Linked DNA regions of Gossypium arboreum: region 1 is linked to region 2. Evidence: chromatin contacts called from public Hi-C data. All regions are on one chromosome and are shown on one strand. Each heading gives the region's core, a stretch centred on a gene start, on an enhancer-like site or on the middle of the called end of the contact. The rest is flanking DNA. Distances are from core to core; before and after follow the strand shown. Region 1 holds the start of LOC108483012 (squamosa promoter-binding-like protein 14). Region 2 has its middle 20 kb from the start of LOC108480641.

Region 1 (5,546 bases), core at 424-2,923, 40 kb before region 2:
GATCTTCCACAGAATTCAATCCCCCACCTAGATTCAGTTGCAGTCTCTCATCATCATCATTTGCTGCAGTGGCCTTTTTGGATGTTATAGAGTTTTCATTCCCATTAACATGACCTGTCTTTCTCTGTTCTGCTGTAGCAGTCCCTGTCTGAAGAATCTCGGTGTTTAAGGGTTTGGCAATGAATCTCACAGCATCCCACTCCCATTGCTTTGGGTTCCAGTTGTCCCTGGGGTTGGCAACACGCTGCTGTGAAGGGTTTTGGTACAGAAAGTCTGAGGCCTGATAAGAAAGGTCACGTTTCCTGGGTAAAGAAGGCGGATCACAGAAGCGGCTGGCAAGGGCCTGATGAATATAAAGGGGAGGAGCTACTTGCGCGCCTGCATCCTCCATGGGTCTGAAAATAACTTGGTTTTCCAGACACCAAATGATCTCTGGACAAAAGAAATGGCTATTTTAACAAGTTATTTTTGAGAATCTATAACTAGTAACATAAGAGAAAGTAGTTCATCTCATCCAGAAAGTCAAAATAAGAAAGATGAATAGTCAAATCTTATAGGGGATGATAAGGCTTGAGAATAAACACTCCGGATCATAATTTTCAGGGCAGATTATCAGATCAGACAAAGATTGGGACTTGGATAAAAACATATTCAACGACTGACACATGTAGAAATCAAATTAAAATCTAAAAAAGAGCAAGATGAATGATAACAGTTATCCAAATAAATAGCAAATATATGCGCATAAGAAAATAAAGAAGATTTGAAACATACCTTTCACAAAAACCTCAGCTTGAGGATTTCACGGCTGATTATCAGATCAGACAAAGATTGGGAACTACTAGAGAAATGTAAAAAAAAAAATTAAATTAAAAAGAGCCAGATGAATGATACAACACAAGCAAATAGAAAATATAGGCGCGTAAATAAATAAGATACCTTAACCAAATCCCAGCTTAACGCTTCATCATCTCGTAAAAGCAAATAAAAAAATTAAAAAGAAGTGAAAGCAACCACCGCCTTCAACCTTTTCAGCCTTTTACTTCATGGTAATCACAGATCTGAATTCTCCTTTCTCCCAGATACCAACCATCAGACTTGGACTTGCGTCTCCCTCTTTGAAATTAAAAAAAAAAAGACAAGGAAAACGGAAAAAAAATATATATAGGAATCAAAGGTAGAACAGCAAGGAAACGCAGTCAGATCCGAGAAGATGAAGATGAAACAACTGGGAACTTGGGTTTGGCTCCACAACTTTGGTTTACTTTTTTGTTGTCTCTCTCAAAAGAAATAAGAAGAAGAAGAAGAAGAAGAAGAACAAGCAAAAAGTAAAACTTGGTAGCAGACTAGTTAGTAGGCTGGTATTCCATTTCTAATTTTTTTTACTTTTTCGCTGTGACTGCCTTTGCCTTTGCCTTTGCCTTTGCCTTAGCTTGAATTATTTTATTTATTTTATCATGTTTGTTTAATATTAGGGGTCGGGTGTTGCCGTAAATCGTAAATTGAAGCTGGATTGAGGTTATATTCATAATTTAGGGCCGCCCACGGAGCAACGAAGAATCCAAGACTCTTCCTTTCCTTGTTCTTAACTTGTCTAGTTTAGTCATTACCCGTAAGTGTAAGTAGCACGTTCTTTGTTGTTTTTGAGTTGTACTTGTATGTATGGTAATGGTTAACTAAGTTCTTGAATTTTGTGTTTAATAAGCCCTTCATTACTAGTTTAATTAGTATTGATTGGGAGTTGGAATGTATTTGGATATATAATGTTTTTTTTAGATATTTATAAAAGATGATACTTGAATTTTTATAATGGGAATTTTGCTATAAGGGGTTTGAATTTGTTATGAATTAAAGATCTCTCTTATCTTAAATTATGTATTTCAGTTTCTCTCACATTGACCCCTTTAATTTTTCTAGCCTTACAATTTAGTTCATAGGCCTTAATCTTTAATTTTCATTATCAACCAACTAATTATTCTAATTAATACTTGGTCACTAACTAATGAGCCTTTAATTCACTATCATGCCACTCCTAAAAACTTCTTGATTTGACTTCCCAAAATAGCTAGGTTTAATAAATTCGACCTAAAATTGATATTTCGAAAACCAGGCGTTACACTCACACTTCATATGGGTTGCCCCTTAAGGAATCTCTTTGTTTTCCTCTTCATTGGTCTAAAGCTTGAGGATGAAGGTCCTGGACGTGTGCTAATAGTTTGAAACTTCCTAGATCTCACACCAAAATTTTAAAACTTATTTCCTTATCTTTACAGCTCTTGTAAAAATAAGACGTTGCGTCCAATAGCTACGTTGCAAAGCTTCATATGGGATGGAAGAGTTAAGAAGACAAGTTTCTCTTTTTCTTTGACCCCCTTCTATTTCCACTCAAGTGGTTTTCCTTGTGTCCTTCTAATTGGCAGTGATAAGATGTAACAAATGCTGTGCATATATCTAACAATAAGGTTTGGGGAGTGATCATGTTTAGATGAAGGAAATTACCAAGGTATCCCTTCATTACCTCTTTAAAGGGAAGGCTTTCTCCTTTGTGCATTTGAGAAGTCGACATTGTTTTTGATCCTTTTCTTTTCTCACCAAACTACTTCCTAAAGTGTTATTAGGCATTCTTGTTCTAATAAGGAGATCTATGGAGGGGACCGTGAATATGAAATCAACTTTATCCTCATGTTAACTTCATATGAGTGCCTTAACTTTTTCATGTGACCATTGTGTTGTTAATTCACTTGGCATAACAAAATAGTCTCCATTTGTCATTAAAATGAATATACATTGATCTATTTAGGGTCATTTTCTTCCTATAAAGCTTGTGCACCTTCTATCTTGAAAGGTATTCCACCTTCATTCTAGGCTACCTTCTTTGTCCAATGGTTGCTGAACTATGATTTTGGCGCATATGGAAAGGTTGGATTGTTTGTCTTGCCAAGCAGTCAACCTTGGGGGATCATATTCATCCTTTTGCCCTATTGGCTTTATTTGTGAATGGATGTGGCCATCGTGTGTTAACATCCTAAGATCCCCTACTTTTGCACCAATATTTGGAGACTCTTAAGATTCCTTTTATTGTGGTGCCCCCCTCTTCCATCTTCTAAAGAACGGAGTCTTTGTTCTATGAATCTTTCCAATTGTTCTTTTCTTACAACTACTTCGGTGATATCCTTCAGGTTAAGGTAGTCATTTGTTGTGTGGCGCTTTATCATTGTGATAAGGAGCTCAGCTGTAGACTTCCTCTTCTATAGGTTGGACTGTATAAGTGGTAGAGTTCTCAACATTCCTTTAGCCTTGCTAAGAATATCCTTTTACGAGGTATTTAAAAGAGTGTAATAAAGATACAGTGTAAATGACACCCCGTTAAATGTTTTATATGTCAATAGCTTTGACACCTTATTACAGCCTCATCTTCCCTTTATCGGGGCAGAGAGATGATTTGGTTACGCCCTTAAGGTAGGGTTGTGTTGACATCTTAGAGTTTGCCTTTAACTCTAAAAATATTTTTACTTCATTTCTTGGTTACTTATTGTCTCCCAATAAATTGTGGAAAGAATGGATGGGTATGATTATGGCTCCATCATTGTAATTGCGGAAAGGATAAGTTATAGGCTTCCACAACGTCATTTTGATCTTTGTTCTAGTACCAACATGGAATTGATAGTGGATGGCTTTTTGGCTTTCTTATTCTTAATGGCAATAGCTCTCTAAGGGTAAAGACATAATTTTTTATTTGTTTCCAACAAACAACGCCAATTATTATAACAATTAAGTTATACAAGTACTTAGGGTGTACAATAATGATGGTTCACACCATAAGTGGTGCGGAAAGCTACTAAGGATGGAGGGTTAAGCTGATTAGGAGTGGTTATAGAGTGTTTGTATTGTGAGTAGATGAGTTCTTTTCTCTATGGGTTTTTCTCTTACTTTGATGCAGAGAGTAGATATTTATAAAGGGGGAGTGACTATTAAGGCCCTAGTCATCAAGCACTCCACTTTATAGGTGTAGGGGTTAGACTAGCAGATTTCAATCTAAAGACATTTTTGAAGTCGATATTAGATGACTAGACAGTGCGCCATCAGGTTTGAGATGGAGTTGAATTAGCAAGTTCTAACAAGAGCTCTTTTTTATATATCTTCTGGAGATTATGCAAATCCACTTTATGTGATATGCTGTTATTGTGAGGGAAAGCTAAGACTATGCTTCTAATAAAGCCATGAGTCCGAGCTTCATGAGTTTTACCTTTAAGTGTAGACGTCACATAGTTGAACAATGAATGATATGTTAGAGATATAACAATATTTAATATTTTATAATTGATTTTAAATAACAACATGCCTAGTTTATTAAAATAGTTAGTAGGATCGGTTCATCCCAATTCAATCGTGAAATACCTTATTCAAAATTACTGAATCTAATCGGTAATTTAATTATTGGGGAATTTTTTTTATTTTTATGAGAACTAATAATTGTTTTAAAAAGTTAAAATGAAAACAAGGCATCAAAGCTATCATTGATACTATGGTGATTCACATTACACTTCAATTTAATGCATTTCTACTCTTTTAATTGAATGAATGCCAGTTGTAAAGGAAATTACATTATCAACGGTTCATTCGGAGGGAGAATCGAGGGGTGAAAACGAAGAGGTAGAGTCTGAATTTAATTAATGGTAATTTTGATTTTAACTTCCAAATTTAATATTTGATTCAAATTAAATCGAGTATTATTTTTAAATTTTAACTCGTAAAGAATTAAATATTTTCAAAAATAATATAATAAAAGAAAATCTCAAAATTTGTAAACATCAACCAAATCCAAAAGTAAAGTAAGATTCAAAAACTAGATGTACATACAGCTTATCAATAATCTCAGTTTGAAAGGAAAAAAAGCATTACCTGTAGAAGAAATACAAATTAAAAAGTAAACAACCAGCAAAAAGATTTATTATTTGAAGTATTATTGATAGCAACAAACAAGTAATTATAAAATTTAAAAATATTTTAGGAAAACCTTTAAAAATATATTTCAAGAATAAACACATTTTATGAAAGTGATCACAAATTTCTTGTATACACTCCTAGTAAGAAGTCGATTAAAGAGTAAATAATGGTTATGAGCTTTAAAGTTATTTCATATTCAGTGAGAATTAAACTCTCAACCATTGGTTAAAATAGAAAACACCATTACTATTTCACTTAACGCTTGTGATTCTAACTACATTATTATTCAGCATTTAGTCTTAATAGAATGTATAAGAGTTAATTTAGTAGTATTATTAGAAAAGATGATTCAAAATGTTAGAAAAGAAGTTAGTTAATATGAAAAAAATTCCTCAGAAGTAATTTTCTAACTCTAACAATAATTCTGAAGTATGATATTAGTATAAAAAATATGTTGGTGAAAATTAGTAGAAAAATTATATATTCTTTAAATATTGGAGAACAATAAATTATTTAATCCAAAAGGTCAACATCTAAAACTTGAAAGCACCATTTTCTTAATTTTTCTTATTTGATTTGTCAACCCATAATTTTAACAT
Region 2 (5,502 bases), core at 415-2,914:
TCAATTTAAATAACTCATCAAAAAAGCCATTAAAGATCAAGTTGAAAGTTTTTTTCCTCCTTCATGTGCATGTTGAAGTCATGCACTCAGAGGATTGATCATTTGAAGACGCCTTAAAATTATCAACCTCCAAAATTCCAATAGTTCGATGGCAAATGAAATTCGTGTCAACATGTTGCTCACTTCGTAGAAACCTGTAATAACACCAACAATGATGGCGCTCTAATGGTGAAGCAACTGGTAAAGCTTTACAAGATTGTTGAAAGATAGATTTTTTATGTTGGCTAATAGGTATTTAGGTTTCAAGGCTTTGAGATTAGCCTCTGCTTTGGCTAGAGAAGCCAATGTTTTCAATCTTTAATACGAGGAAGATTTGAGATTTGAAATCTTGGAAAAAAATTTCTTTCTTTTAGTCTGAGATTTGAAGAGCGATGGCTTGAGAGATTTGACTTCGGGATCTATCAAGGATTGAACATCAATAATAGTGGTCGGTGCGTGATATTTCTTCTCTTCTTTTCTATTTTATTAAGTAAAGGGAAATTGGTTTGTATTTATTTTAATTTTGGCAATTTAAAAAATATTTGGACTAATTGGTAAGAGGTATTTTGTTTTTGGTCAAAAGTCAATGATGTGCCATGTGGCACTTTTTTATTGGTCAACGTGCCACGCCAACACAAATTTCAATGGTGCTAGTGATAGGTGCCTTATTGATAAATGAAATTAAACTTGGGGTACCAAATTGGAGATTTCAAAAGTATTAATAACACATTGAAAATTTTGTTAAGTACAAAGGCTTTTTTTGCTATTATCCCCTATTATAAATGATAATTATATTTGATTTTTGTCTTCTCTTTTACTTATTGTTTCCTTTTAATAATTTTCTATGCAAATACATGCCAACTATTAAAATTTTAATTATATGTATTAATTTTAAGATGAATTGTTTTATTACAATCTAAATCTTTTCTATTATAACTTTCTAAACAATAGTAATTAATTAATTTTACATAAAAATTTAATAAGTTCAACTTTAAGGTCAATATATAAATTTAAAACACTTAATTAAAACTAAAATAATAAATAAAATAGAAAACACATATATAATAAAAAGTGTATAATTATCTTTTATTTAACCGAATAATTTTTGAGAGATTTTATAAAATTTTCTCTAAACTTGATAAAATAAGTAAACATTCTTGAAACCATAAGAGGTGATTATAGTTTACATTAAGGGTATGTTTGTTTCATTAAAAATTATTTTGAAAAATGATTTTGGAAAATGACTTATTTTCATGGAAAAATTAATATTTTATGGTGTTTGGATAAATCTGTATAAAATATTTTTATTGTTTGATAAATACAAAAAGAAGTAAAATTATTTTTATAAAACCTTTTACATGTAAATAAACAGATCTTAAATTAACTAGGATTGAAAATAATTTATTCTAAATATAATAAACTTTTAACAGAGAAATGATTATCACCGCTAATGAGCATAGCATTCCAATTATGGATTTTCTCTTCCCTAATTTTTAACTTAACACAATATAAAAAAACTAAAGTTGTAAAATCTCGACCACAAGTCAGTGGTAGTTTACAAAAGAAGAGTTGAGGTAAAGGGTAAAGACTTAAAAGGGTAACGGGTCTGGCCCAATCCGCCGTCCGATGAAGATTGAAGGCCTAATCCAAACTAATATGTATCTAACCTTTTTTTTTTGAGAACCAGCTGCATATTATTATTAAATTATAAACAGAAGTGGAGATTGAGATACTAGTAGTAGTACTGCCCAATCTAATCACCTTTGCCCATTCTTTTTTGTCGCCTTATAAAGGAAGGGAAAGGAAGGTAGATATTTTTCCGTAAACTATGTTAAATGTAATTAAACTATTAATAAATTTACGTTTTTGTCACTTGTATATCATAAAGTTATAAAATAATCATTGAATTATTTAAAATATTTCATTAAAATCACTAAACTATTCAAAAGTTATAGATGATATTGAATTATTTAAATCATTGCCACTATATTTGGGTAAATAGATAAAAATGAGAAGAATGAAAAGGCTAAAGAAATTATATATATGTATTTTATTTAGGGATAAGATAACATTTAGTCCCTATTTTTTTTTGTCCACATTAGTCTTGAAATTTGATTACTTTTCTACTTTGATTTTTAAACTTGCATTGCATGAAGGTACTCACATCATCACTTGAAGTTTTAAAAACTCTACTTAATATTTCTTTTTCTATTTTTGAGATTTTATATAATTCTTTTGAAAATTTTCAACTGATAATATGGAATAGTCTCTGTAACGACCCAAAATTTATGAATATCGAAAAAGTGCATTTTTGGGTATCCATTTTCGTGAAACGGTTTCGTAAATATTTATTAAAAATATTTACAAATTTAGTTGTATGGTTTCGTAAATGTATGGAAAATATAATTCCATGTGTATGTATAATATACATATATTTATTTACATTAAATACATACTTAATATTTAAGTATATATATAAAATAAAATAATATAATATAATATTATATTATATTATATTATATTATACTAATTAAATATAAAATAAACAAAAGATAGAAAAAGAAATAAAATTAGGAACGAAACAGGGGAAAGAAAGAAGAAAAAGAGAGAACGAAAAAGAAAGGGGGAAAATTAGGGTTTTAAGATTCAAGTTTCATTTGGTAAATCAATTTAGTCTCTTTTTTTTTTTTTGAAATTTTTAGTTTTTAAAATCTTAGAACAAAATACTACTTGATTTATGTTGAAATTTTAGAAGTTAGTGAATTTTAAATGTTGTTCATGTTGAATAAATTGAAGAATTAAGGGTTAAATTGATAAAATTTCAAGTTAGAATTGAGAAAAGGATTGAATTGTAAAATAAATCATAAGTTTTGAGTAATTGGGATTGAATTGAGAGAATTTCAAAATTAGGGATTTATGGTGAAATTGGAGAGTTAAATTTAGTTTTAAGTGGTAGTTGAATGAAAATAAAGAATAAAATTGTGAAGAAAATAAGGATAAATTTGATTAAGGATTAAATTGGAATTTAGGTAAAAGTTGGATATAAATTGAAATATTCAATATGAAATTATGTGTATTGATGATTTTTACTTTTTTTAATTCCATAGCTAATGTTGAGCCAGAGACCTCAGCTAAAAAATGAAAAGACAAGATTAACGAAGAGTAGCTTGAGAATTAAGGTTTGTATTTCTATAATCTGAATATAATAATTAATTGTTGTAATTATTATTTAATGTGTATGGTAAGTGAACTGAGGTGAGTACTTGATATTATGGTATTGAATTGAGTTGAATTAAATTCATCAGTATATGTGATTATTTGATATTGAATTGAATGTATGTGAATTTATGATTGGTGTGGATTTTGATTGAAATTGAATTGAGAAATTGAAATTGAAAACTCTATTAACTGTATCGGGCTGAATCGGATATAGTTGGCATGCCATAGGATTGGAAGAGTTCAGGGATACTTTGACTTCGAGTCGATGAGACACTGGGTGTCAAATTAATACTTCGGATAAATTCGATGAGGTACTGGGTACCACTTCACTTCAACATGACTGATGAGACATTGGGTGTCAACTTATTGCTTCAAATTATCTGATGAGGCACTAGGTGCCATACTGGTGTGTTTTGGTTGGATCTATGTATCTGCCAAAGTCCAAGTCGTGTTAATAGGGGTAAATAAATGAATTGGCAAAAAGATTGGTACTGAATGTTATTGAATGTGAATTTGAAATTGAACATTGAATTGAATTGTGCAAATGAAATGCATGAACCCAGGGTTCATGAAAAGAGTATTGTTATTGCTAAATGATATGTGAATCAAAGTAAGAAAAGCTATTTGAATTAGTTATTGATGAGAAATGAAGGTTAAATGTATAAAATGAATAATTGATTGGTTAATGTTTATATTTGGTTAAAAGTGTATGTTTTATAATGTTATTTCCTCTGAAGTATTCGAATTATAGAAATACCATTGAGTTTATACTCAGTGTACGGTTTGTTTCTGTGCGCAGGTTAGGTTAAAGTCAGATTGTTGAATCAGTATCCAAGGCCGATCTTGAACTCATTGTGGCAAAATACATTTCTTTTTGGTAAATGACATGTACCTAGGATGTTGTGTTTGTCATTTTGAGAAATGTTTGTAAATAATGTTGTAATATGATAATGGCTAGTTATATATATATGAAATGTTAAAGTTATCAAATGATAAGTTTTAGTAGTAAATTTGTATGAAATTAGAATTGGTTTGAATGAGTTTTAATTAGATTGATTTGGTTAGTATATGTGAAATACCTATAAGAGTACATTGGTTAGGTACTTAGGATGATTAATTAGACATGTTTTAAATGTATTTGAACATGTTTTGGATTGGTTGAAAGTTTGGTTTTTGTGTTGCTTGAGATTCAAGTTTTGCAGGGTTGGTAAACTTGATGTATAAGGCTCATTTTAAGTCCAGACGGGCGTGTGACCATATCGTGTGAGACACACGGCTTACACATGGGCGTGTGGATAGGCTGTGTGTCCCCTGCAGTTTAAAATTTTCAAAACAAAATGCACAGGAATCTCCAGTGTGTGTCTCAGTTGTGTGAGGCAAAAGGCCTAGCACACGGGCATGTGTTCTGACTGTGTGAAAATTGCACTTAATTTTTGTTTAAGTCAGAAAGTTACATGGGTTTGGACACGGCCTGAAGCACAGGCGTTTAGGGTCACATGGGCGTGTCCCTAGACCACACAGGCTTGTGAGCCCTGTACTTAGGAAAAATTTTGAAATTTCACAAAAATTTTCTGAACTTCCGATTAAGTCCCAATTTGTTTCTAACACGTGATTTGGGCCTCGAGAGCCTATTAAAGGGACATTATGATTAAATTATGATGTGTAAGTTATATTATTATATAATTGTTCATATTTGTTCTGAAATGTTCGGTAATACTCTGTAACCCTATTTCGGCGACGGATAAGGGTTAAGGGGTGTTACAGTCCCAAAGTGCTAGATCCTCATACTTGAACGGAATTCAAGTTCATGGACCAAATTGGGAAGAATTGCAAAGTTCAAAGAGACTAAATTGAAAAAAAAAAGGTGCCAAATTAAAGGACTAAGGGCTAGTTTAACATTACTTTTGAAAAGTGCTTTTGAAAAGTGTTGTGGAAAAGTATTTTGAGAATTATTTTAGCAAGAATATAAAAATAATTTATTATAACTTCTTATTAATATTTTCATATATGAAATATAAATTTTAAATATTTTAGGCAATTAATTTTAATTATTTATCTAATTTAATTAGAATATAAACTATATTTTAAATATTTAAATATAACCATTAAATATTTGTATTAGATATTAACACATTTGTATTATTTTAAGAAATATTTTTTATTTTTAATTAATGATTTTCTTTTAAAATATAATTTGAATATATAACTCATATTAGATATTAATATAATATAGAAAACATAAAC

The links. A called contact is a pair of places that touch in the nucleus more often than the background predicts.
Region 1: a Hi-C map of leaf shows a contact between it and region 2, with 4 times the contacts expected there. The contact joins the promoter of LOC108483012 here to the enhancer-like site in region 2. A contact is called at or near these places in 3 of 5 Hi-C or Micro-C datasets (all in leaf).

Annotation. Positions count from the first base shown.
Region 1 is chr1:103,041,156-103,046,701 of ASM2569848v2, reverse strand. It overlaps LOC108483012 (squamosa promoter-binding-like protein 14), which reads right to left and starts at 1,673. Exons shown (of 12, transcript XM_017786177.2): 1 at 940-1,673; 2 at 775-838; 3 at 1-432. The coding sequence starts at 391.
Region 2 is chr1:103,001,138-103,006,639 of ASM2569848v2, reverse strand. No RefSeq gene overlaps it. Among protein-coding and RNA genes, the nearest start is that of LOC108480641, 20 kb to the right of the region's middle. Within about 2 kb of position 1,664, at least 1 of the 2 cell types and tissues checked has an H3K27ac peak or open chromatin away from gene starts, as enhancers often do. A contact at or near this core is called in leaf, where this site is marked.